7 separate regions of the Mus musculus genome follow, and all the other regions are linked to region 7. The links are chromatin contacts, called in public promoter capture Hi-C maps. All regions are on one chromosome and are shown on one strand. Each heading gives the region's core, a stretch centred on a gene start, on an enhancer-like site or on the middle of the called end of the contact. The rest is flanking DNA. Distances are from core to core; before and after follow the strand shown. Region 1 holds the start of Zfp787 (zinc finger protein 787). Region 2 holds the start of Zfp628 (zinc finger protein 628). Region 3 holds the start of Leng9 (leukocyte receptor cluster (LRC) member 9). Region 4 holds the start of Brsk1 (BR serine/threonine kinase 1). Region 5 holds the start of Kmt5c (lysine methyltransferase 5C). Region 6 holds the start of Ccdc106 (coiled-coil domain containing 106). Region 7 holds the start of Zbtb45 (zinc finger and BTB domain containing 45).

The links. Promoter capture Hi-C pulls out the DNA fragments that hold promoters and counts their contacts.
Region 1: a contact with region 7 is called in a promoter capture Hi-C map of cranial neural crest. The contact joins the promoter of Zfp787 here to the promoter of Zbtb45 in region 7. A contact is called at or near these places in 3 of 39 promoter capture datasets (cranial neural crest, pre-B cells and second pharyngeal arch cranial neural crest) and 1 of 9 other capture datasets (pancreatic islet).
Region 2: a contact with region 7 is called in a promoter capture Hi-C map of pre-B cells. The contact joins the promoter of Zfp628 here to the promoter of Zbtb45 in region 7. A contact is called at or near these places in 4 of 39 promoter capture datasets (cranial neural crest, frontonasal cranial neural crest, maxillary cranial neural crest and 1 more).
Region 3: a promoter capture Hi-C map of liver shows a contact between it and region 7, with 4 times the contacts expected there. The contact joins the promoter of Leng9 here to the promoter of Zbtb45 in region 7. A contact is called at or near these places in 4 of 39 promoter capture datasets (cranial neural crest, liver, maxillary cranial neural crest and 1 more).
Region 4: a contact with region 7 is called in a promoter capture Hi-C map of cranial neural crest. The contact joins the promoter of Brsk1 here to the promoter of Zbtb45 in region 7. A contact is called at or near these places in 3 of 39 promoter capture datasets (cranial neural crest, frontonasal cranial neural crest and hippocampal neurons).
Region 5: a contact with region 7 is called in a promoter capture Hi-C map of pre-B cells. The contact joins the promoter of Kmt5c here to the promoter of Zbtb45 in region 7. A contact is called at or near these places in 2 of 39 promoter capture datasets (cranial neural crest and pre-B cells).
Region 6: a contact with region 7 is called in a promoter capture Hi-C map of second pharyngeal arch cranial neural crest. The contact joins the promoter of Ccdc106 here to the promoter of Zbtb45 in region 7. A contact is called at or near these places in 4 of 39 promoter capture datasets (cranial neural crest, frontonasal cranial neural crest, maxillary cranial neural crest and 1 more) and 1 of 484 Hi-C or Micro-C datasets (B cells).

The regions. Positions count from the first base shown.
Region 1 is chr7:6,154,019-6,157,353 of GRCm38.p6, reverse strand. Zfp787 (zinc finger protein 787) reads left to right here and starts at 1,389. Exons shown (of 3, transcript NM_001013012.2): 1 at 1,389-1,509. Gm36371 (a long non-coding RNA gene) reads right to left here and starts at 135. Exons shown (of 2, transcript XR_391130.2): 1 at 1-135.
Region 2 is chr7:4,913,947-4,917,237 of GRCm38.p6, reverse strand. It overlaps Zfp628 (zinc finger protein 628), which reads right to left and starts at 2,021. Exons shown (of 3, transcript NM_170759.2): 1 at 1,833-2,021.
Region 3 is chr7:4,148,286-4,151,846 of GRCm38.p6, reverse strand. It overlaps Leng9 (leukocyte receptor cluster (LRC) member 9), which reads left to right and starts at 1,975. Exons shown (of 1, transcript NM_175529.3): 1 at 1,975-3,561. The coding sequence starts at 2,172. It overlaps Cdc42ep5 (CDC42 effector protein (Rho GTPase binding) 5), which reads left to right. Exons shown (of 3, transcript NM_021454.4): 3 at 60-587. The coding sequence starts at 60. The coding sequence ends at 512.
Region 4 is chr7:4,688,757-4,692,249 of GRCm38.p6, reverse strand. It overlaps Brsk1 (BR serine/threonine kinase 1), which reads right to left and starts at 1,322. Exons shown (of 19, transcript NM_001003920.3): 1 at 1,035-1,322. The coding sequence starts at 1,170.
Region 5 is chr7:4,738,229-4,741,673 of GRCm38.p6, reverse strand. It overlaps Kmt5c (lysine methyltransferase 5C), which reads right to left and starts at 1,547. Exons shown (of 9, transcript NM_146177.2): 1 at 1,435-1,547. It overlaps Gm24537 (a small nuclear RNA gene), which reads right to left and starts at 2,842; the gene lies at 2,741-2,842. Gm42369 (a long non-coding RNA gene) reads left to right here and starts at 1,594. Exons shown (of 2, transcript XR_881802.3): 1 at 1,594-2,382; 2 at 2,472-2,684.
Region 6 is chr7:5,055,439-5,058,828 of GRCm38.p6, reverse strand. It overlaps Ccdc106 (coiled-coil domain containing 106), which reads right to left and starts at 2,103. Exons shown (of 5, transcript NM_146178.2): 1 at 1,170-2,103; 2 at 926-1,030; 3 at 661-837. The coding sequence starts at 1,200. It overlaps Gm15510 (predicted gene 15510), which reads left to right and starts at 1,713. Exons shown (of 4, transcript NR_166619.1): 1 at 1,713-2,076.
Region 7 is chr7:13,008,304-13,011,885 of GRCm38.p6, reverse strand. Zbtb45 (zinc finger and BTB domain containing 45) reads left to right here and starts at 2,034. Exons shown (of 3, transcript NM_001360833.1): 1 at 2,034-2,250; 2 at 3,557-3,582. The coding sequence starts at 3,557.

The sequences.
Region 1 (3,335 bases), core at 140-2,639, 6.9 Mb after region 7:
GGCCCAGGACTCGGGATGGAACAGTAACTACCGTGGCTGTGTCTGATGCTGCCAGTTTGCCTTTTAGTTTTGTTAGCTTTGAGCCAGGAAGGGATAGTTAATTTTTTTTTTTTTTTTTTTTTTTACTGTCCTCCGTTTACTCTTTACCTTTGGGGCCATTTTAATACCCCTGCTGTGGGTTCGCCTTTAGCCTTTTGATCAGTTACAAGCAGCCTGTGATCTTTATCACCCGTTGAAAGGTCCTGGCTGGTTTATCTTTAATCTAACCACGGAAGTCCAGCGCTTGAACATGAATTACAGGCAGTTTGGACATTTTCCATTACAGGGCTCAGCATAGGCCTCCTCTTGAATTTTCTAACTCTCTACACATCCTTAACAGTCTGCTGAGCAAAGACTTCTGGAGCACCTTGCTAAGGAGATGGCTATGCTTTCCATTTTCTTAGCTTGTCCTCAGGTGTCATGTATCGTTTTGCCTGTGGGCTTTGCTTCTTTAGGCTGCCCAGGATTTTCTCTGGTGCAGGAGGAGTTTGTTTAAAAAGTCCATCCCTTACTTAGTCCAAGTGTCAGCAGCACCTGACGCCTGCTTTTGTAAAGGTAGTTACGTGATGATGATACCATTTGTCTCAGAGAAGCTGACATTGACTTTCAAGTTTCAAATTGTGCCTTGGAAGCAGATATCTGTAGAGGGTCCTTTCATTCCTTTTCTTCATCATCAGCATCCTCCAAACTGTGATGGACCTTTCTTCTAGGAGAGTAATAAGTCATAAACACTTAATTTGGAGCCCTACTCTGAAGGTTCGAGGTCATTCTTGCTATGTCACTTAGTAAGGTAATGTGACCTCTGGTTCTCTGCAAAACAGGCCGATTTCAAGATGAGGTCGTCCCAAAATGCAACCCGCACCGGAGGCTCGAGCGGAAACATTTTGGGGAAAAACTCCAGATCTCGTGAACCGAATTTTTTCTTGAGACCGGCGTTGGCCTGGAAGCGCCCCGGGGCGGAAGGGGTTACGATGATAGAGACGACAGGAGGACTGGAGTAGTGGGAGCGTCGCCGCGGGCAGCTCACCGCGCAGGCGCGAGCGACGAGGCTGGGTTGGGGGCCGCCCCGACACCCGGAAGTGTGCGCCTAACGGGTCGAGCCCAGCCTTCTGTCCGGGGAGGGGGCGGGGCCCGAGCCCCTCGGAGCGAGGCGCCATAGAGCAAAACGGAGGACCTGGGTCCTAGATAATTCCGGAAGTAGCGTCCCGAGGCGCCTTTCCGTACCATAGAGCCGGAGGGGGTAGCGGTCAGGGGTCCTGGAGCTCCTCTGCCTAGAGTGGCGAGGTAGCGGTGGCGGCCTGGGAGGGGGAGGAGAGGGAGAGGCGCGAGCGGAAGCGGCCGGGAAGGTCACTTCCGGCCTGGGCGCCCGTCCCCCTGACCCCAGGGTCTGAGTCGCCGCTGCCGCCGCTGCCACCATCCGCGAGGCAGGCGAGAGGAAGAGTGCGGCGTGACGGCCCCGGGGCCGCGGAGGTGAGGGCGGCCGCGGGCTCAGGGGGGCGTGCGCCGAGTGGCTGGGATGAGAGCGCGTCGGGAAGCTGGGCTTCGGACGGGGGTGGGTGGGGAGGCGGGAGGGCGAGCGCGGCAGAGCGGACTAGTGCGCGTGCGTGTCGTGTTAGGGGTGTGTGTGGGGGGGGTGGGCGTGAGCGGGCGCGCGGCCGGGGAGTTCGCGCGCGCGCGCGGGAGAGATTGGCGCCGCGGCCTGGGACAATGCGCGTGCGCTACTCCGGCGGCAGTGCTGGGCCGGCAGGCACCTGGGTTATCCAACCGGTGGGGTCCGGGCCACCCGGACTGGACTTGCAGCCGGTCATGGCCGGAAGTGCCAGGGACTTGTTGCGGGGGCGAGGCTTGATGTGGGGAGAGACCCCGCCGCCTGGATTGGGCTGACCGGAAACGGCGGCCCATGGTCAGTCTCGGCCCAAGTTCTCCCAAGTCCTCTCCTTCCTCAAATCGAGTCGCCTGGCCCGTTGCTGCCTCGGGGGCCATGCGCTGGCCTTTGATCCAGCGAGTAATTACGGGATGCAGGTGGCGGGAGGCTCATTCATCTATTTCCCCCGCGCGTGCTGACCGGCGGCAGGAAACACGTCCTGGGAGGGGAAGCGCCAGGCCAAGGTCAGCACCGTGTGGGTCGTCCTGGGCCGCCTGGACTGTTGCCTTCCTCCCCTGGGCGGACACAGGGCTGGGTCCAGCGCGGAGCCCCGCCCCTTAGCAGACCTCCCGCCTCCACCTCCAATCTGTACAAGAGTTAGGTCATAGGGTGACCCCCAAGCCCCGGGAATGTGTGCCCCAGCACTTACAAAAGGTCAGTCGGAAAAGTGATCCACAGACGAAGAAGTGAGTGGGGAGTGAACTGACACCTGTCTTAACACCAGGATAGGAAAATGAACATGAACTGGGGTTGGAAAGCAGGAGCTGAGACCTGACCCAGGACGACCTTAGGCGTTATTGCCCAGGTCGTTATTAAAAACGCAGACCTGATGGGTTCCCCCAACCCCTTAATTTCTGATTCAGGCTCCATGTTTGGCGTTGTTGAGAATCTAGCTGAGATCTGGCCTCTGCTCTGGGGAAAGCTTTAAGCCTCTTGGGTCAAGTGCAGGTAACTTTCCCCTCCTGCTTCTCTGGAGTCACTGAGTGCTGTGCTGCCATGGCCCAGAGAACTTTCACATTAGATTCTGACTTGGTTTATCTCATGTGTTCTCCATCTGAGCAGAGAAGGGTATATCCTCAGGCTTGGCCCATGGTGAAATTCAAGAATGATTTGCAGCTACTGGGAATATTGCCCACGAGCTCTGAAGCTCAATTCCTCGCTTCAGCTCCTAAGTTCTGCAGCCATAGATAAGAAATTTCATGCCATTCCTCACGAGGACACAATAGAGGTGTTAAAGTGATACACCCAGAGCAAGGGTTTTCATACTTTTGCTTTCAGGCAAAAGTTCAAAAAGTCTCTGGAGCCAGCTCCTGAGTTCCAATTTTGGCTCGTTTATGGTTCCGTGACCTTGGATGTGTCACTTCCCCCTTTCCCAGGCTGTTTCCACTACTTAATTGTTACACTGTTACAGTTCCCTGACTATGCCCAGTCCATCAAGACTACAAACTCCACTAACCCCAGGGCATTGAATTTCACTGGTGGGGATGTGGGTTGGAGGGCTGTTCTCAAGGTTTCCATGGGCCAGGCCTGCTGGTGGGTGACACTGGCCAACTTGACAAGGCTCTTGTAGTTCTTGTTTTGCAGTAGCTTAGGACAATAGGGAGATATGCCAGAGTGTCCCTGAGCGTTTTAGGCCCTACAGGACGTGGAT
Region 2 (3,291 bases), core at 772-3,271, 8.1 Mb after region 7:
CCTCACACTTAACCACAATCTAACTCCAGGTCTTTCTCCCTCTATGCTCTCCTGTTACAAAACTTAAGGGTTGGGCAGGAGATGTAGCTCAGTTGATGGAGTGCCTATCCAACACACACAAAGTCCTAGGTGTGAGCCCCAGCACTGCTAAACCAGGTGTGGTAAGAGGAGGCTAAGACAGGAGGATGAGTCTGAGGCAAACCTGGATAGTAGTCACACCTATAAGGGGACAGAAGACAAACTCCCTTACAGGAGCCTGCTGACTGCGCATAACTACGTCCGTCTTCTCCCCTCTTGCAGGCCTCCTGTCCCTCTAGCCGTTCAACTAAGCAGGGAAAGCTACCACCACCTTATGCCTAGTGCCCTTCCCCTCCACCATCCACAACTCACACTGTCACCTCCAAGTCTTCAAGAACTCACCCCAGAGAGCCTTCCTCAGACCACCCTTGAGCACTCCCTGATCTCCTCCCATGCCTTATTTGCTCCCTTCTTCACGGGGCCCATCACCTTCTAAATACTATAGGGCAAGCATTTCTCTTTGTCTTTTTGAGACACAGTTTCTCTGCACAGCCCTGGCTGTCCTGGAACTCACTACCTAGACCAGGCTGGCCTCGAACTCAGATGTCTGCATCTGCCTCCTGAGTGCTGGGCTCAAAGGCGTGCATCACCACCACCCTAGCCAGGACTTCTCAACCTCACCAGCACAGAGATTTGGAGACAGGTCATTCTTTGTCAGAGGGGCTGTCTAATAAATGGATGGGTGTTCATCAGGATTCCTGACTCAATAGGATGGATGCCACTGGTAACAAAACACAGTGCCAGCTTGACCCTTCCCTAGTAAATCCTGAAGTCAGTACTGCAGTGACAGTACCCCAGGACAGTCCCATCAACATATAAGTCTCTTACTGCTTGTTCTACTCTGTCAATGTTCACATCATCCAAACAGAGAACCTCTGCTTCGTTCGATCGATCGTTCTCTGATGCATCCATCACCCACCAAAACATCAGGAGAGAGCATGCTCAGTAAAGACAGTCTGAGTGAAGAGAGGGAGGCACCCCCTTTTGACAGGTTATAAAGGATTTCTTTTTCAAAGGGCAATAGGCTATGAAGGATTGTTTTTTTAAAGGGCTGTTGTTCCTTTTGGCGTGTAGGTGACAAATGAGGTTCAGAAACTGTCTGTGCCTCTGAGGCCATATCTTTTAACACAAGAGGCCCAACGGAACAGGGACCCATCTTAGCAGTGAGAGTGCCCTTTAAGCGTCTGGGCTTTACGAGGAAGCTCTTGGGGTTTGGGATGTAGCTCGGTTATTAAGGGTTAATGACTGGCATGCACAAAGCTCTGGGTTCTTGTCACAGTACACCATAGAACTGGGCGTGGTGGCACAGGCAGGCCTGTAATCCCAGCGCGCAGATGAAGGCAGCAGGATCGTAAATTTAAGGTCATTGTCAGCTATACAGTGAGTCTGACGGCATCCTAAGCTACATGAGGTTTTATCTGGGAGGGAAAAAAGATCTCTTTGTTCAGATAGTCTAGGGACCAGCAGAATTATGAAACTTTTCCTTCAATGTTTGGGAAACTATCACCCGCTTTTAAGGAAATAACCCCCTTTTAGGAGAAAGGGGAGAAGGGAAAGGGCAGGAAGCTTTGCAAAAATGCAGCTAAACACACTGTCCTTACCCCTTTAAGAGGGCGGAGCCGGCCTAACAGATTAAATATCGGAGGCGAAATAGCGACCTTCCCTTTAAGGTACCCCTTCCGGTTTCCCGCTCGCCGTTCTCCAAACGACTCCGCCCTCCGGCCCTTCCCCCACCGCGCCCTCCGGTCTCTCACCTGTGGCCCCGGTCGGGGAGGGGGATCAAGGAGAACCCCAGGGCCTTCCCGCGGGGGCTGACGGGAAGCGGGGCCCGGCACAGCGCTGCGGGACCCGCGGCCCGGGAGGGGGCGGGGGCGCGCTCCCTCCCCACGGCCCCCGGCGCGAGGCACTCAACCTTTATCGGCGGCCTCTCGCGCACACAAACCCCGCCGCCGCCGCCTTCGTGCGTCATGACGCAACGCGCCAAGCCCGGCCCGGCCCCACCCACTGCTGGGGTTCGCCAGATGCAGAATCCCGGGGGTCCAAGCCTCAGGCCCGTGGTGTACACGCAGACCCTGTTCCCTCGTGCTGGGAAGGAAACTGAGGCACTCAACCTTCCTGCATGGCCTGGGATGGCCTGGGTCTCGGGAGTCTGAGTTGCCCCTACAAGCCTGCTTTTTTTCCCCTGCCTGCTGGTATCTGGGGCCAAGCTTGCTTTCTGAGCCTGTGCTGAGACTTTCGGATAGATTATTTTTGTTGTCTTAATTGTTTTTTGTTTTTGTTTTTTACTTTTTGAGACAATGGGCTCTTGTAGGCTCATGTAGCACGGGCTGGCCTTGAATTTTTTTTTTTTTTTCCGAGACAGTCCTGGAACTCTGTAGACCAGGCTGGACTCGAATTCAGAAATCCTCCTGCCTCTGCCTCCCAAGTGCTGGGATTAAAGGTGTGCGCCACCACTGCCCGGCTGCCTTTTTCTTAAGATCTATTTATTTTTACCTTCTCTGTATATGTGAGTTCCCACATGCATGTCTGTGCACCCCATGTGTGCCTGGTGCCTGAGGAAGCCAAAACAGAGTGTCAGATCCTTTGGAGCTAGAGTTACAGGGCAGTTGTGAACTGTCTGGTGTGGTCCCAAGGAACCGAAGCCCAGTCCTCTGTAAAACTAGCAGTTGTTCTTAACTACAAAGCTATCACCCCAGCCCTAACTTAGAGGGCTGGTGAGATGGCTCAGACTGATGGTACTGATGCTCGCTGCCCAGTGAAGCCATAGAGGAGTCTTAATCCAGCAACATGGCTATTGTGGCTGGAACACAGATATGACCTTAGTACACACCTTTAATTCCAGGAGACAGAGGCAAGCAGATCTCTTTGAGTCCAAGGCCAGCCTGGAATAGAGCAAGTTTCAGGTAAGGAAAAGCTTAGGACCAGGTTTGGTGGTGCATGCCTTTAATCCCAGCACTCAGGAGATAGAGGCATGTAGATCTCTGAGTTCTAGGCAACCAGTTCAGTTGAATCAGTGAGTTGAGAGGCTATGCAGAGGAGTTCAGAGGTAGTTTTCATAGAGATGGTTTTATAGAGACAAGTTGCAGGTGAAGACACAATGAGCCAGAGAATAAAAAGAAGCCAAATTAGAACAGATTTCTAGAGTTAGTTTGAGGTCAAGCAGAGCAATTCAGTCAGAAGCTGAGAGAATCAGTCACTTTGGAGAGGTGTTTA
Region 3 (3,561 bases), core at 726-3,225, 8.9 Mb after region 7:
AGGGATACAGAGTTGGGGCTCCCGGATGAGGCAGCTCTGATATGCCTATGTCCCCACAGATGCCGGTAATGAAGCAGCTGGGCCCTGCACAACCCAAGAAGCGGCTGGATCGCGGAGCACTCTCGATCTCAGCACCCCTCGGAGACTTCAGGCACACATTGCACGTGGGACGCGGTGGCGACGCCTTCGGGGACACCTCATTCCTGAGTCGCCACGGGGGCGGTCCGCCTCCCGAGCCTGGAGCCCCACCGGTTGTGGCCCCACATTCTGTCGCTCCACCTGCAGCCCCACAGCCCCCTGTGGCTGTGCCTTCACCTGCGGACCCGCTGCTGTCTTTCCACCTGGACCTGGGCCCCTCTATGCTGGACGCGGTGTTAGGCGTCATGGACGCGGAGCGCAGCGAGACAACAGCCACCAAGCCCGATGGGGATGCCCACCCTAGAGTGCAGCACCCCAAGACCCGCTGCTGCTCAAATGCTGACCTCCAGCTGGACGACGTCATCGGTCTGTAGTGTCATAATTCCCTCAACCCCTCCCTCCCAGCACTCCACTTTTGTACACATAAATGGCTGAGGTTTGTGCCATGGACTGTCTATTCACTTTACGCGGGAAAGGGTACAGAAGCAGTAGGGTGGTGCCACTTCTAGTTGGGGTGCCACCAACTAGAAGTCAAGTTGTCAGTGATGCTCCTTTAAGAGTTTGAATACGTATTCATGTAATGCCCCTCCCCAAAGGCGGAGTCTCTACCACAGTCCTATTCATCCCTCAAACCTTGACCGATCCTCACTACCACCTGGATAAAGTCCAACACCCGTGACAGCTGCTATCTGGCATAAAGAGTCACAGTCGCCTGGCCATCCACTTCCCTCCAGGTGCACTCTGACTGGGCGGCGCTTCCCTGCAAAGGGAAGCGGTTGGCGAGCCTTTGGAGCCACGAGGGTGTGGTTCCCGTGGGAAGGGCTTCAGGTCCCACCAACTGTGTGTCGCCCTGCGGGAGGCTGTTGCGTTACAAATCTGGGCACAAAGTTCAGCCTGAGACGTCCAGATATTTTAACATCTAGAGGTGCAGGACTGCCCGAACCTATATCGGGAGGGGGGTGAAGCAAAATTCTCAAAGGTTTTCAGAGGGGAGGAACAATTAGAATTAGTCTCTGGGTTTGTTTTGGGACGGGGCTATCTTAGGTCCCTAGAGGGATAAGACCAATTTAAATTAACCGAACCAGAGGTAGAGTAAGGGTTTTTATAGTTTCCAAAAGGGTGGGTCGTATATTTCAAACGTTAGGCTGGTGACAGGAGTAAAACCCGACCTCTACAAGGAGGCACAGGAGAAACCATTTCACCATGGTTGAGTCCAGGATAAGACCAATGAGGGGCGGAGCATGTGTAAAACAATCAGGTGGAGTGAGGCCAAGGTAAAGGGGTGAGGCTCCCAGGAAAGACATTTATAAATAACTTGACAGAGGCAGAACCAGGAGTCACTTTATTCGTTATGAGGTGTGGCATGTAAGATAATCAATTGCATGGGAGCTGGCTACAAACTTTAAAGACGGTTGGGGGCGGGGCCAAGACCGCTGAGTCCCACTCCTCTCCTCCCAACGAAGCTGCGGTGTTCAGGTAAATCAGTTGCTGCCCTGCCAGGCTCCCTAGAGGTCTCGAGAGGCTGAGCAGATGCAAAGTATCTGGAGGCGGCCGGAGGGGTTGTCTAAGCCCTACCCCCACCCAGGCTGCGGAGTATATGTAAATCGGATGCGGAGAAGCCTTTCTTGGGGCCCTGACAGCGGTGGGGCACTTGTCAAGTATTTGCTAAACTGTCTCGCTAAAGTCCCCAAAGGGAGAAGTTGTATGGAATAAGACGTGACTCCCTGGATGTCCAGAGAGAAGCTTGACGCACACATAAATTGGCTGGTTGGGCGGGGCCAGGCTCTTTAAGACTCCCTGAGGGGCTGGACATATGTAAATCATTTCAGGCGGGGCAAGAGGGGGTTCCCAGTGGCTTACAAACCCGGTACGCGTAAATAAACTGGACTTGAAATTAGAGCTCCAGAGCCCGTGTTACATTCTGACGCCCTGCCTGGTCCTTTGGCCTCCTTCCACCTGAGGCGGGAGGGGTTCCTGGCGTCACAGTTGGAGATCAACGCTGCAGACAGAGACCGCTTAGTGCGTGAAGGCCCATGGAGGCCTCGGCCGATTCCTCTGAGGCCCCCGCGGTCTGCCGCTTCTTCCTAGAGGGCCGCTGTCGCTTCGGTGCGCGCTGCCGTCAGCCACATCCCGGGGCCCCGGCGCCGTCCCCGGTGGTTACGCAACCGGAGGCTGGGTCCAAGAAGCCGGCTCTGCGTACTGCTGCTGACGTCATCCGACGCATCCGCTGGGACCCGCGCCTGGACCCTGCTGACTTTTCGGTGGGCTACACCGACCGCTTCCTGGGAGTGCAGGAAGAGCCATTCTGCGCCTTCTGCTGGGACGAGCCGCTGGCAGCGCTCGGACCTGGCGTGTTGGCAGTGCCGCAGCACCGCATACGCTACTTCCGCTTCCGCGGCCGCCTGGTATGGGACCGTGCCTCCCGTACTGACCTCATTTTTGGATCGGGCTCTGTGGCTGGTCGGGGACCCACTATCCTTGATGCGCTGGACGGCGGGGACGAGCATTGGACAGAGGTCACGGCAGAAATTCCCGACACAGAGAAAACAGGGGTGGGTTTAGAGGGTCTGGATACCCAGGATGCCCTTGCAGAGGCGGGTGGAAACCCGACCGGAACAGGTCTTGATTCGGGCCTGGAGACACACGAAGAGGGTGGGGCAATCAAAGAGACCAGAACTGGGCTTGATTCCAGCCTGGAGACACCTGAAGTGGATGGGCCAACCAAAGAGACCGGGCTGAATGGGACCACTGAGTTAGAAATGCCAGACCCAAGCATGAACTTCTCAGGAGTGAAGATCAGCTCAGTAGAGGAGCCCAGAGCTACATTGCTTCCACAGTGGCAGGCGCAGGGCATGGAAACGAAAGGGCTTTCTGCTGAAGAGATGGGAAATGTGTGGGATCCAGGTGTTTGGCCTGACGACAGAAGGGCCCCTCGCCAGCCCCGGCCCACACATTTTGTGGCACTGATGGTGACAGAGTCTGGGCTTAGGGCTGAGGTGGTCAAGGCCCAAGAGCATCTGGTCCGGATTGCCCCTTCTTGTGCTGAGTTCCTGGTACCAGCACAGGCCCTGCACTTGACAGTGGTCTTGCTAAGGCTGACAGGCCCTGGGGAGGAGGCTGCAGCAGCTAGAGCTCTTCGGAGAGCCATCTTGAAACCAGGGCTTCAGGCACCCTCCCAGCTACAGTTCAGGGACTTGGTTCTTCTGGGCCATCATGTGCTCTGTGCCACACCCTCCCCCACACTGACAGGTATGGCCCAAACACTGAATCAGAGGCTAGAGGCCGAAGGGCTTAGAGTGGTGCTGCTGCCAGAACTACAACCGCACCTCACCCTGGCTAAGGTACCACATGGAACCCAGGTCTGCCTCCCTAAGCCTGAGTACACCCTGAACCAGGAGCTAGGAAGGCAGCCCCTAAGTAAAC
Region 4 (3,493 bases), core at 73-2,572, 8.3 Mb after region 7:
GAAACCCTGTCTCGAAAAACCAAAAAAAAAAAAAAAAAAAAAAAAGCTGTCATGGTCAGAAAGCATGCGTATTCCCTGACCACTCCTCAGATCCAGAGCTCAGCTATGGAAGGTGCCTCTTCTCAGTCCCAGGAACCCAGATCTTACCCCTCCGTCCTTAGACCCAGTAGTCTTGGCCCCAGCCCTCGTCCCTCAGGCCCAGCAGTGCAGGTACATGGCCCCTTCTCCTTCCAAAGTTCAAGAATTGAGGTCAACAGCACGTCACACTCTTACTACCAGGATATAAAGGTCTGACCTCCCTTTCCTATCTCAGGCCTGGAACTCAACTTCATAGGGACCCAGAACCCACAGCCCAGAACACTGGAGGTCATCCCTCAGTTCACCTCGATCCCCTGCCTAGAAGAAGATGGTTGTGGCCACACTCAGCCTTTAGCATCAATCAAAGATAACTCTGCTTTCCAGGGCCACTTCTGGCTGGGAGCTTAGCTTTCTACAGTCCACCTCTCCATTCTATTTCCACACTGCAGAATGGAGAGAATGTAGTCGACCTCACACCCTAGGGCTCCAGCTTGCTGCACGGAGCGCAAGTGACCGCTTTTGAGCATAAGAGGGACAGGATAGCAGCCTCTCTCGGGATGGATGCACCTCCACCCAGCCTGCACCTCCACCCTGCCTGCGGCTGTACTGCAGCACCCGCCTGCCTCAGCTTGCAGAATCAGCCCAGGTCCCACACCCGTAATGGGCCTACTTCCCCACAGCTTCCTGAAGCCCCTCCAATATCTGCCCCAATAGGGTTATTTGAGCCACAGTAGTCCAGACCCCTACTTCTCCCTGGAACCCACAAGTCTCAGACCCCTGCCATCTCAAGGCCCCAACGTCAGACTCTACTCCGTACACCGTGGGCACTTGGAACTCAGGACCCAAGCCCCTTTTCTACGAGGGACCCAGGGGTCTGCCCTTTAAATATCCATGGTCCCGCCCTCTGCCCCTTCCAGCACCCCGCCCCCGCCCCAGGTGTCCGCTTAGGTTCTCACCTGTCTGTCCTTTGCCCAGCGTCTTCTCCAGGCGATAGGGGCCCACATATTGGGCGTGCTGGGGTGGGTGTGGGTGTGGGTGTGGGAGGTGGTAGGCGGGGGAGCCCCCGCCACCTTCCTTGGACCCGGACGACATGGTGCCCTTGGTCCCGGCCCGACCGGTCCCCCGGCCGCCCCCCCTGCGGCCCGTCGCCCCGTTCCTCCGGTGGGGGCCGGCGACACCTCCGTCCCGGCCCCCCCGGTTGCTCCCCACTTCTCCGGGGGTCCCCAGGGGGCTGGGCTGGCCCCCCCAGTCGGTGGGCCGCAGAGCTGGGGGAGGGGGGGCTGCCGGGGGGGTCAGGCCCCTGGAATCAGCATGGCGGGGGGGGCTGCGCGGCCCCCCCTCCCCAGCCCGTCCCTGGCCGGCCCCCCCCTTCCTGTGCCTCCCCCTGCAGGGGGGGTCTGAAGTGTGGGGCCGGCGGATGCTGCAGGCCGAGATCCCCCCCGCCCCCCCACGCGCCCTCTCTCCTCCGCCTCCTCCTCCTCTCCGCCTCCCCCCGCCACCTCGTCCTTTCTCTCCGGCACGCTGACATCACCATCCGGGGACTCCCGGCCCTTCCCCACAGTTAACCCTTTCGGAGGGGGAGGGGGAGTGGCAGGGGGCGGGCCTGGAAGCTGGACGGACGGGGAGGAGGTGGGAAGATGCTGGGATGTATGGATGGGTGGAGGGATGCTGGAGGAGAAGGATGCTGCAGGAGAGAGGGATGCCTGAAAGGATGGAGGGAAGGATGGAGAGAGATACAGAACCAGTATTAGACAAGCAGAGATGAAGACACAAAGAGAAGTCTGACATACATTAGTAGATGGGAAGATGCAGAATATCAGAGACAGGGTGGAGGAGTGAAGGAGGTAATAACGGAGCGGGGAGAATTAAGAGTTCAAGGCCATTATAGCTATAAAGTGTGTTTGAGGACAGCCTAGACTACGTGAGAACGCCCCCTCAACCCACCCCCTCAAAAAAGAGCTGAAAGGGGCAGACAGGGATAGGAGACAAACAACAGACAGGGATGAGGAGATAGAAATGCAAAGGAAGATGTAGAGCGAGGGGGACAAAGAGAAATAAGGACTGTCAAGGGTCCATATATTCACAGGAGGGAATGATGCTGGGCTTAGATGGGAACAGACTGTGGAGTGTGTGTGTGGGTGGTGGTGGTGGCAGAGGATAAAAGAGACAAAGATAGAAAAGGGAAGGACTTTGGGGAGTTGGAGACCTAAGTGTGATCTATTTCTCTATGTCCTCTAAGGTCAACACTGTGTACTCCTTGGGCTAATTCTATGTTCCCACCGTTATCAGGGCTCCACGTTCTGCTCTTGTTTTTTTTTTTTTTTAAGACAAAGTCCAGCTGACCTCAAACTATGTGGCTGAAGATGACCTTGAACTTCTGATCCTCCTGCTTCTGTCTCTCAAGTGTGAAATTACAGTCCTGGAGAGATGATTCAGCAGTTAGGAAGAGTAGGCTGCTTCCCAGGGACTGGGGATTTGCATTCTCAGCATCTATACAGTAGTTCATGGCTGTATGTAACTCCATCTGGTTTCCGGGGATCAAAGTACACGTGGTACACATATGCACAGACAGTTATCCATATGCATATTTCTTCCAACTCCTTTAAAATTGTTTAAAAACAGTCCGATACCACCATGCTTTAATGTCTCCTATACCTTGATAGGTAGGCAGATAGATCCCAGTGCAGGCTGGATGTGTAATGTTTGCTTGTTAAGTCCTGTAAACTTCAGGTAGGCCTCAGTATAATCCATGTGCCTCCGTGGGAGGACCATAGGTCTGCACTCAGCCATGAGGAATCTGGTTCCTATTAAGCTTCCATATAAGCCATAGCCTTCTTTATGGCAGGCACCCTAAGTTGTTAGGCATCCATTCCATCCCCAAGTTTCTCACAGGGTGCACCAATGCAAATTGGTGCTCCTCTGAAGTGGTAAGCCTATCAAGCCATCTTCATTTCAGTATCAAATCTGAGCCATACACTGTTCTGAATGGTAAGGATATGGCAGGGTGCTAAATCTACAAAATTCCTCCCCGGGACAGCCATGGCTACACAATAAAACCCTGTCTCAAAAAACGAACAAAACAAAGCAAAACAAAAAAATACATAGTTTTGAAAAAATTTCACACATGTCTATAATGTAGTCTGGTTACTCTCCCCACATCTGTAATTTATTATTTGTATGTGTGTGTGCAGATGTGAGTTCACACGAGCGCATAATGTTTGTAGAGGACAAAGGCTAGCCTCTAGTGTCCTTCCTCATGAGCTCTCCACCTTGGGTGTTTGTTTTTGGAAACAGGGTTTTTCTGTGTAGCCATGGCTGTCCTGGAACTCACTATATAGACTAGGCTGGAATCAAGATACACCAGGATGTTGTAGATCTGTAACTGAGAGCAGAGTACATACTTTAAACTCAGCAC
Region 5 (3,445 bases), core at 298-2,797, 8.3 Mb after region 7:
CTGTGCAGTAAGTATTTCCTCCCCTCTTGCAAAACAGATGCATGTCCCCCAATCACATACACTACCTTCCCAGGACATGGACACTTTCTCGAATGTCAGCACACACAAAGACCACTTTGCCAAGTGCACATGTAAGAGACAGGTCCCTGTGTACCCAGGCGGAAGGAAGATTAATTAACTGCCTGAGATAACTCCAAAGGCTTAGCATGGCAGGAGGGAGTTGGGATAGCTGGGCTCTCATCAAGGGAAAGGGGAAAAGGAACTCCATAGGAGCTTCTGGCCTGCCTTTGCTGACCCCCTGCTAGGCTGATTCTCCCGTCCTCAGCACCTCCCTCCAAGGTCACCCTCCTCTGGGGAGTGGTCAAAAGGTTGTGGGTGGAGCCCAGGCAGCCATTAGGGGAAGAAGGATCCAGTCCCTAATGCCTCTCCGAGGACTCCAGCAAAAGGGAAGCCCGCCAGAGGACAAAAAACAGGAAGAAGGGAGGAACAGAAAGGAGAGGAGGAACAAGTCAAAACAAAGGGTCGGAGGCAAAGAGGGGAAAAAAATAGATTCAGAAAACCAAATCAAATAAAATGGAGGGCCAGGTTACCCAGTACCCTCACTGTGGTGTGTCTGACAATTCTGCGCTTTGGGAGAGAGCAAGAAGGCAGAGTGTGGCAAGACACACTCCGCCACTCTGGGAGAAAGATCTGGAAAAAAAACGGTCTGGGTTAAATGAAGAGGGTGCTTAGAAAAAAAGCCTGGAAGCTGGGAAAAGACAAAGTGAGGTGTAGGGAGTATGATGTGAAGGGAGAGAAAGGGGAGAGAAAGATGGAGGGAAGTCAGGATTGGCGGGGGTGGGGGGAAGAAGGCACCTGAGGTTGCAAGGGAGGAGCCCACGAAATCCAAAGGGTAGATATGCCTGGGGTCCAAGGGAAGGGCTTAGCGGTTCCAAGCAGGGTTTGAGGGAATCCTGGGGGATTTGAAGTGATGGAAACCTGAAAGATCCTACGGGTTCGAGGAGGGAATTGAGGGCGCTAAGTAGCTAACTAAAGCCTGGGAAGGTTGCAGAAGGGGGCTGGGGAAACAGAGAGTCAGAGGAAGGGCCTCAGAGACCAGGATAGTGAGACAGGAGTCAGGAAGTGCCCTGAGTGTGACAGGGTAGGTAGGTTACGATGCAGGAAAAGGTGGTGGGGATGGGCCCTGGTGGGGCAAGGAGCGACTCCTAAGGTGCAAGGAAAGTCCTGAGAGTGAGAGAGGAGTCTGCATGGGCTCCAAGGGTGCAGGGAAGGGTACGAGTGAGGAGCGCGTAGATCCGCGGGGCTGGAGACTTGGACCGCAAGGTTCGAGGAAGGGCCCGGGGACAGCCGGTTCAGGGGGTGACTGGGAGGCCGGGCGGCGCGGGGCGGGGGCCAAGAGGGGGCTCAGAGGTCGGGCCCCGCGCCGCCCCTCACCCGCTTCTCCTCCTCCTTCTCCTCAGGAACCCGCGTTGCAGCCGCCACCTCCACCCACCGCCTCCTCCGGCTCTCGTCCGACACAGCCGCCGCGCCTCCCCTCGGCCGGCGTAACAAACAGCTTAACCTTCCTTTGGCCCAACCCGCCGTCACTCTTCCGTTGCTATGAAACTCGCGCTGTTCTTATTGGCTGACTCTCATTGCTCTCTTTTTCCCGCCTCTTCTGGCCCCAGTCGGTGCCCTGACAAAACCCCTCCACGCCCACTCTGTCAATAAATCCAGCGAACTACAGCCAATGGCTCGGGTCGCTGTCATTCAGGCGTTGCCATAAAAATCTGTCCCGCCTCTTCTTCTGCACTGTCCCAAATCAGTGCTTTCATTGGCTTAAAGAGCCGTCGCTCCAACAGAAACTCTGTTTGGGTCAGGTTATTCAGGTCCAAGTGAAAAGAGGGAGGGCTCTGTCAGAGACAAACTTCGTATATTATTGGTTGGCCTTGGACAGGACCACGCTTCCATTCGTTAAGGCCTCCGCCCATCACCCTAAATCCGGAGCTCTATTCTCTTTCTTTCAGCTTGAAGTGGGGCAAAATCCCTGAGCGAACCAGGAAGGAAAGAGGTGAATGCACACACGCGCCATCGCGCTCCCGGCCCCAGGAGACCATTGGTTGCCATGGCAACAAAACTTCAGTGCCAACCCTGCTTAGCAAGAAGATCTTTTCTCTTTCCCAGTATTCCTTATCTTTGGAAAATTGTACCTACAAGAACTCTGTGAAGTTTTCTTGTCCTGCCTGTGAACAGTTCAGAAAGAGACGACGCTGAGAAGTTGGGACTTAGAAGACAAGCTCTGATTCATGGGGCACTCCCCTGGGGAAACCCCTTAATTAAGATTACCCACCTCTTCAATCCTGCAAGTATAATTAGCAGGATATCATAATTACGTCCAAACAAGTAAGCTTACTTTTGTTTTTGTCTTTCCTGAGTTATCTATTTGGTGGGTTAGGATAATGCCTACAGCACAGAATGTTTTGTTACTACAGACTGAAGGAACAACCGATTGAAGTGAGATGGGACATTGAAATGGCCCAGTGTGTAAAAGCACCTGCCCACAAGTCTCATAGCCAGGATCCGCATAATGGAAAGAAAGCACCGACTCCTGAAGGTTGTCCTTGACCTCCACATTCATGCCAAGGCGCGCGCGCGCGCGCGCGCACGCACACACACACACACACACACACACACACACACACAATTGATTAAATCATAGTAGCTTCTCTTTTGAGACATGAGCTTTGACTGTCCTAGAACTCACCATGTAGATCAGGCATGAATTTGCTCGTCATCCTTGCACAGGAGCCATGCAAATCTTCACTGTATCGCTGCAATTTTAGTATATGTGCTGCTGCAACATTTTGTTTTTAAGGAGGCTGAAGTTTTGCACCGTTCTGTGATCTTGGGGTTTTGCCAACTCACAGCTTCATGGTTGCGTCTACAAAGCAAATATCATACACTGATATACTTTCAAGTGTCTGAGGTCCATGCCTCACCACCCTTCTCTCTCCTAAATTCTAAGACAGCTCCCTACCCTAAGCAGCTCTCCGGGTTAGGATGACTATATCGTCCTTGGGTGCTGTCACATTATATGAGATTTTCAAATGGCTAATAAAAATATATTTAAGGGAAAAAACCCCACTAAATAGCAAAGTGTCTTCCAGACTGTTGAAGTATATTCCAGGATGAGGGTATAGCCTGTGGGTATACAATATGCACCATGGGTGAGGCTTGTGGTTTGATTTCCATTTTGAAAGAAAAAGAGATGTGCCTAGCAAACAACTGGGTAGAGAGATTTAATACAGCAACATGGCTACTCTGGCTGGAATACATTCGTGTTTTTTGTTGTTGTTGGGTTTTTTTTTTTAAGATTTATTTATTATTATTATATCTAAGTACACTGTAGCTGTCTTCAGATGCACCAGAAGAGGGCATCAGATCTCATTACAGATGGTTGTGAGCC
Region 6 (3,390 bases), core at 854-3,353, 8.0 Mb after region 7:
CCAGGGCTAAAGCTCTGGGAAAGGGCAGCCTTGAGTGGGGAATGTGCTGGGAATGGCAGTCAACACAGGTTAATGAGATAGGGCCCTGCCTGTCAGAAGAGGTGACACCACCATGCTGTTACTAGTTGTAGATTAGAGCAAGACAAGGGAGTGGGATCCGCTCAGGACCCTAAGGTGAAGCTTAGGAGACAGAGGTACTGGGACCCCCACAGCCTTTGAAGAATAAGAAACATGAGGCATGATAATGTAGAGCAGGGTAGAGGGAAGACAGAACCCTGATTGGTATTTCAGGGTACCTCTAATGGATGATGACTGCATCATTCAGAAATCCTGGGGTGCTGGCAGGGCCCCTCTGAGGAATCCAGTAGACTGCAATGGGTCTACTGACAAAGGGACATTTCCCCTAAGATGAGGAACCTGGGCTGGAAATATAGACTCTGGGAGACAGTTATGCCAAGTGCTTGAGGCTGATGAGTTACAGGGCAGTCTCATCACAAGATAGGAAATGAGAGAAGTCTTTGAAATCAAGAAGGAAATGGCTGGGGAAGGCCCTAAAATAGGCATGGGCCTTAGTGGAAGGATAAGATGCCAAGTCCCCATCAGGTCCAACCAACATTGGGTGTTGAATTCTGCGGGTCCTGGGGGACTGTGTGCCCCCACCTGCATCCATCCGGGCAGAGGAAATGAATTTGTCCAGCTGACACCGCAAGAAGTCCCTCTCCTCCTCCAGGTCCTCAATGCGCTTCTGCAACCACGAGTTCCTCTCCAGTGCCATGTGCAGCTGGGCCTTAACACTGCTCATCAGGGCCAGGGTTGGGGAGGCGCCCTCTGGAGGCTCTAAGAACAGCAGGGACGGAGGTCATGCCCCAGGGTGAGGCAGTACCCCACCTGACTCCAGTCCCTCCAATGCCCTTTCTCAGCTCACCCTCAACATTTCTCCGAGACGGACTCAGACGGTATAAGATTTGTGAGTCTAAGTGGGGTGCCTCTTCAAAGGGAATGGAGATCTCAAAGGTCTCTTCGTCCTTCACTGCAGAGAGGTCAGCAGAGGTCACCCCAGAAGTGGCCTGAACCTTATAGACCACCCCCAACCATTGCTGTCCCATGGACAGAGGGAACCAGAATGTCAGACCAAGGATGGGAAAAGAAAGGGTCCCCAGGTGCCTCACTTGTCCGCCAACGGTTGTTTCTGTCATTCATATCGAGGAGGCTTCCTGCAGACCCAGCAACTGAGCCCTTGGGGGCACTGGACAGAAGCAGGTCACCAAAAGTCGGCAGTCCCTGGAGAGGTGGAATACCTGTCCCTCCGGAGTAAGGAAGGATCACCAGTCTGAGGGAGGAAAGGACCCATACTTCTGGACAGAGTCAGAGGCTTCCAAAGTATGTACCCAGAGCGAGGGGGCTCAGCGAGAGGAATCTTGGTTGTGAAGGGGCTCGGCCCTTAAATTCTTTGGTTCCTCGTGGGGTCAACACCACAGGGAGACCTGGCCTGAATGAGAAAGCCCTTCATCATGGCCCATCTCCGAACCCAATGCCATAAATGGAGAAACAACCACCCCTAACTTCCATTCTTGGGGTAGGGGGTCCATCCTGCAAGCGTTCCCCTGTCCCAGCCGCCCATTCCTCCCGCACTCGCGTGGGCGAGTAAAGCCCCTCCCCGAAGTGGGAGCTGGGCGCGTGCGCAGTGCGTGGGAGGTCACGCGTGGGGATGCGCCCCCACCCTTTGTCCCACAAGTGGGAGGGGGCGACCGTGGCGAAGGGTCCCAGAATGGGCAACCGGCATGGGGGTGTCGACCGTGGGCACCGTTCCCCGCCTTTGGGTGCTCAGGGTACAAGGGGCCGAGGCCCCGCTCTCACCCACCCGCGCACGGACTCCAGCCCCGGGACCGACGGCAGTGGCGGCGCCCATGCCCAGCGCAGGGGAGCGTCTGCAAAGTGTCGCGGAGAGAAGCGCCCACCCACCAGTAAGCGGGCGTAGCGGCAGAGGAGGGGGAGAACTGGATGGCGGAGCGCGGAGACGTGGGCACTAACCGAATCAGGCCTGCCGAGCCTGGGGCGCCTCTTCCTGGAGCCCAGGTGAGGCCCGCCGTTTGCGCGGAGGTCGGGACCGCACTTGCGCGATAGCCCCTTGCAACACCCCTCCAACCCCCACCCCACACACAACCCCCCCCCCCTCCTTTCCCAAAGCCTAGGCAGGGATCCTCATGAAATTCTCATCCTGCACAGCTGATGCGGTTCCGGGGGTCCTCCGGGTGAGTGGCTATGTGACCAGTGGGCCGAGAAAAGTCAGAAGGTATGAGGCAGTAAGGAAAATTGAAGTGAAATTTGAGTCTCCTTTAATGATCCCTAAGTAGCTGATTAATACATGCATACCTTTAGTCTTAGCCGCTCCAACCTACCATAACCTCCACCCACCCCCATCCACGAAAAGGATTAAAGGAATAAGAGGACCAGGATGTGAGAATGGGTTGTGTGGTGGTTACTTCTCCGCAAAGTGTGGGTCAGGAATAGCCCACACTGGAGCCACCTGTGGAACAGCTACACTCCAGTCCTTGCTCCTCATTCCTCCATGGCCTCAGTTTACTCACCTGTTCAGTGGGAAGTTACTCTTAAAAGCCTTTGAGAGGATGTAGTTGTGTGACATACCAAAGGCTCAGCCCAGAACCGGACCACTCTTGGAGCTTAAGATCCAAGCGCTGTTGATATTATTTGAAGTCAGTCGGTGTAGATGCACAGCCTTTAAGACACTCCCCCTCTCCCTTCCGCCCCAAAAGAAGTCGTGTAAAGAGGCTATCTGCATAGGGCACATACACACACACAATCAGAGGAAAGGAGCAGCGAAGACATGTTTATTAGACCTACACTGCCTCTCCGGTTCACAAGCAGCATCCTCTTTGGGGTTCTGAAGCCCTAAGAGGCATGACTTAAACCATCCTTGCAGAGGAAGACTGAATGTGTCAACCAAGACTAAGCAGTTCATTTTTACAAATAAACTGCATCCTGGGTCAGCAAGTCCAGGGGGAACCACCTGCCCTAGATCAGTATTTCAAACCACAGAGAATTGTATAAAGCCAGGTGAACTGTATAAAGCTGTGCTTATGCTCTAAGATGCTATTTTTTTAAGTATATTAATGTGGATTGTAGTTTGGGTGGGGAAGGGGTAGTGTTCAGAACCTTTTTCCCAAAGATGCTAGGAATGTTGCGCAGTGTGTAAGGTGCCTAGCATGCACAAAGCCCAGAGTTTCAGTATTCTGGAAGTGGAGGCAAGATCATAAATCCAATGTCACCCTGAACTACATTACAACCTTATCTAAATAAATAAATAAATAAATGGCAGGTTTGGGGAAACTGAAGTAGGCCTAACTCCCAGAGGAAAACGGCAGACTTTCC
Region 7 (3,582 bases), core at 785-3,284:
CTCTTTCTATCTATCTTTCTTTTTAAAAAAGATGTATTTATCATTATATCTAAGTACACTGTAGCTGTCCTCAGATGCACCAGAAGAGGACATCGGATCTCATTAGGGATGGTTGTGAGCCACCATGTGGTTGCTGGGATCTGAACTCAGGATCTTCGGAAGAGCAGTAGGTGCTCTTACCCATTGAACCATCTCTCCAGCCCGCAAGATCTCTTTCTTGGGCTAAGAATCTTAAGAGATAAAGGTGCCAGACCATTATGCTTGTCATTTTGCTGTTAATCCATCCTTCCTTCCTTCCTTCCTTCCTTCCTTCCTTCCCCTCTGTCTCTCTCTTTTTAAAAAGATTTATTTCCTTAATGTATATATGAGTATACAGTAGCTGTCTTCAGACACACCAGAAGAAGGCATCAGACCCCATTACAGATGGTTGTGAGCCACCATGTGGTTGCTGGGAGTTGAACTCAGGACCTCTGGAAGAGCAGTCAGTGCTCTTAACTGCTGAGCCATCTCTCTAGCCTGCTATTAATTATTTCAACCCAGGATCTCATGCATGCAAGCAATTGTCCCAGCTCATTTACTTGGGTGTTTTTTATTGTTTTTGTTTTGTTTTGCTAAGCAGGTTCTTATGGTTGAGGCTGTCTTAAACTCCCATTCGTCCAGCTTCTCCCTCTCAAGTAATAGGATTACAAGCATTCCTAGCTGTTAAATTTTGAGGGTCCCCCCCCTCCTATAGCATCCTATGTAACCCAGATTGGGCTCAACTCTGATATCTGGGGGGTGACCTTGAACTTCTGACGCTCCTGCCTCAACCTCTGAGGTTTTTTTTTTTGTTTTTTTTTTTTTTTTTTGGTTTTTCGAGACAGGGTTTCTCTGTATAGTCTTGGCTATCCTGGAACTCTCACTTTGTAGACCAGGCTGGCCTCGAACTCAGAGATCCTCCTGCCTTTGCCTCCCAAGTGCTGGGATTATAGGCATACGCCACCACCGCCTGGCTTCCCCAGACTTTCAAACACACATACAACACAGCTACCCAGCATGGGTCCAGGATGGGGAACAAAACATCCTGACATCTTCCTCATGCGGCACCACCCACTAGATTCCTCAGTACCATTCACACGGAGGCCCAGAGCTCTATGCCTCTCTTTTGCCTTACATAGTGGTTGATTGATTGCCCCAAGAACAGAGGGGAAGGGAAGGCCAACCCACCACTTGAGAGGTTTGGTTCATGGGTGTCTTGGACAACAAAAGGACCACGTAGGAGCCCCGCTTGGACAACTCTCTGGCTGTTCTCTCCCTCTACGCACTTAGTCCCTGCTCCTTGGTATCTGACTACTTCCGAGCCCACTTCGTGTCCTACATTCTATTCTGATCTGTGGCCAAGCTGGGGTTCTTCAACCATTCATTTATAGAGCAGCGAATTCCCGAGAGTCTGGGTGGGGTGAGGTGGGAGCACCGAATGAGGAGGCTTCCTTGGGAAGGTGGGCCTGTGTTCTTTAGATGACTGCAGGGAAGCTCTGCAAAGCTTCTTCATCTGGGGTGCGAGCAGAAGTGACTCAAGAGAAACTTCTCGGGGCTGAAGAGATGGCTCAGCGGTTCACTGCCATCGGTAATGGGAGCTGATGCCCTCTTCTGGTGTGTCTGAAGAGAGTTAATAATGTACTCGCATAAAATAAATAGAAAATAAATAAATCGAGAGAGAGAGAGAGAGAGAGAGAGAGAGAAACTTTTCCCGTGTAAGAGAAAAGCCACCTGGGAGAAAAAAAAAAAGCCTCTGGATTCCATCCAGCGCCCTCTCCAGACCCGCTGAGAGTACTGAGGGCGTGGCCCGAGGAGTGATTGACAGCTCGCTCGGATCAGCCTGGAGACGACGGACTCCTGCTCCTTCTGCCTACTGATCCCCAGCTCTTCGGTCCCCAGCTTCTGCGATTTTGGTTGTGGCGCGGACCAGACCGGAAGTTCTGCTCAACGACTGCCTAGTCTAAAGAGGAACACCGGAAACGTGCTCCCGACTATCGTTCCGCCTGTGCCGAGGCTATCTGTTCCGCTTCAGCGCCCGGAAGTGCGGCCTTCAAGTTGACAAGCAGGAGGACCTGCAGGACCTGCTGCCTGAGGAGTCGGAGGTGGGGTCGAGCGGGCATCCCCCTGCCTCAGAGTCCCAGAGAAGGCTGGGGCGTGCCAGGAGCGGCACGCCTGCGTGAGGATCGGTGTGCACGTTGCGAACACAAGAGGGCGCTGCAGGATCGGGGCAGGGTGCGGAGGCGGGAAACTGGGGGTAGATGTAGCGGGCCTGAAGGGGACTCTGGCATAGATAGGGTGGGAGTGAGACAGGCTGATGGAACAAGGTGCATGGCATGGGTGAGGGAGTTGTAGCGAGAATGCTGTAGGAGATGTGGGAGAGTGTGCCTTTGTTCTGAGGCATTCAGGAAGGTTCTGCTGCATCTGAGGAGTCCGGGCGTTCGAGAAGTAGGGTATGGATGGGGTTGAGGAAGAGTTATGGGTTGGCATATTATTTGAAAAAGGAGGCCGCTTGGCAGAGACAGGTTCAAAGCCTTGGTGGGTTTGAAGAATTAATTCATCATCATAGAGGTCCCAGATAAACCCGGTTCGCAGGCTCCCTCTGGCGGCCACGTGAGGGAAAGGCCTGGAGGTGGGAGTGTGGAAGGGACCCTGCATGGCGACTTCCAGTAGGCCAGGCCAGTGGTAACTGACACAATGTGTGCAATACTCCGAGAGAAAGGGAAGGGTGTTTTTGTGTTAAGGATCTAGAATCGTTGAGTCTGAGATCTCAGTAGTCCTTTTGTAAGGGGCAGGATTAAATGGGGCCCTGCTCTGGGTCTGTCCTAGAGAGACAGGCTGGTGGTCAGGGCGAATCCTGAATCTTGATTCTCTTCCCTTAGAGCAGTGTATGCAATCTGATCCAAGGGAAACACCCTTGTTTGCTGAATAAGGAAACAGGCCCAGAGACCTGGAGATATTTGCTTGATGGGTTAACTGACAATTCTGATTCCCAGCTCCTTTGCGGAGGGCGTGTGTGTGTGTGTGTGTGTGTGTGTGTGTGTGCGTGTGCGTGTGTGTGTGTGTGTGTGTGTGTGTGTGTGTGTGTGATGGAAGAATCTGTCTTCCCTCAGTATGATTAGTGCCAGGATGATAGTCTCGGGTTCATAAGAACTATGGGGATTGCTAAACAACACTGAATTTCAGCTTGCTGGCCTTTCACATCACTGGTGCATTTTCAAAGCCCAAAGTTAGCACCTCTCAGGTGATGCAAAGAAGAAACAAGGTTGCAAAGGCCTTGTTATATGTACTGTTTATTTGCTTCCCTTGGGTATGGCAGGCACAAATCCTCAGCCTCAAGGGGTGTTCCTAAATGATTCGGCCAGGAGGCAAGTTGCCTCCCCACCCTTCTGAAAACCTCCACATAACAGTAGTTAATGGGACCTGGTTCTTGAGGTAGTCATAGATCTGCTTGGGGCCTTCGTGGTACTAGGATATGGAAATCTGACTAGGGTAGACTAGAAAAGAAAACAGCCATCCGCATTGTCTCCTCCTCTTGCAGATGGCAGCCACAGAGGCAGTGCACCA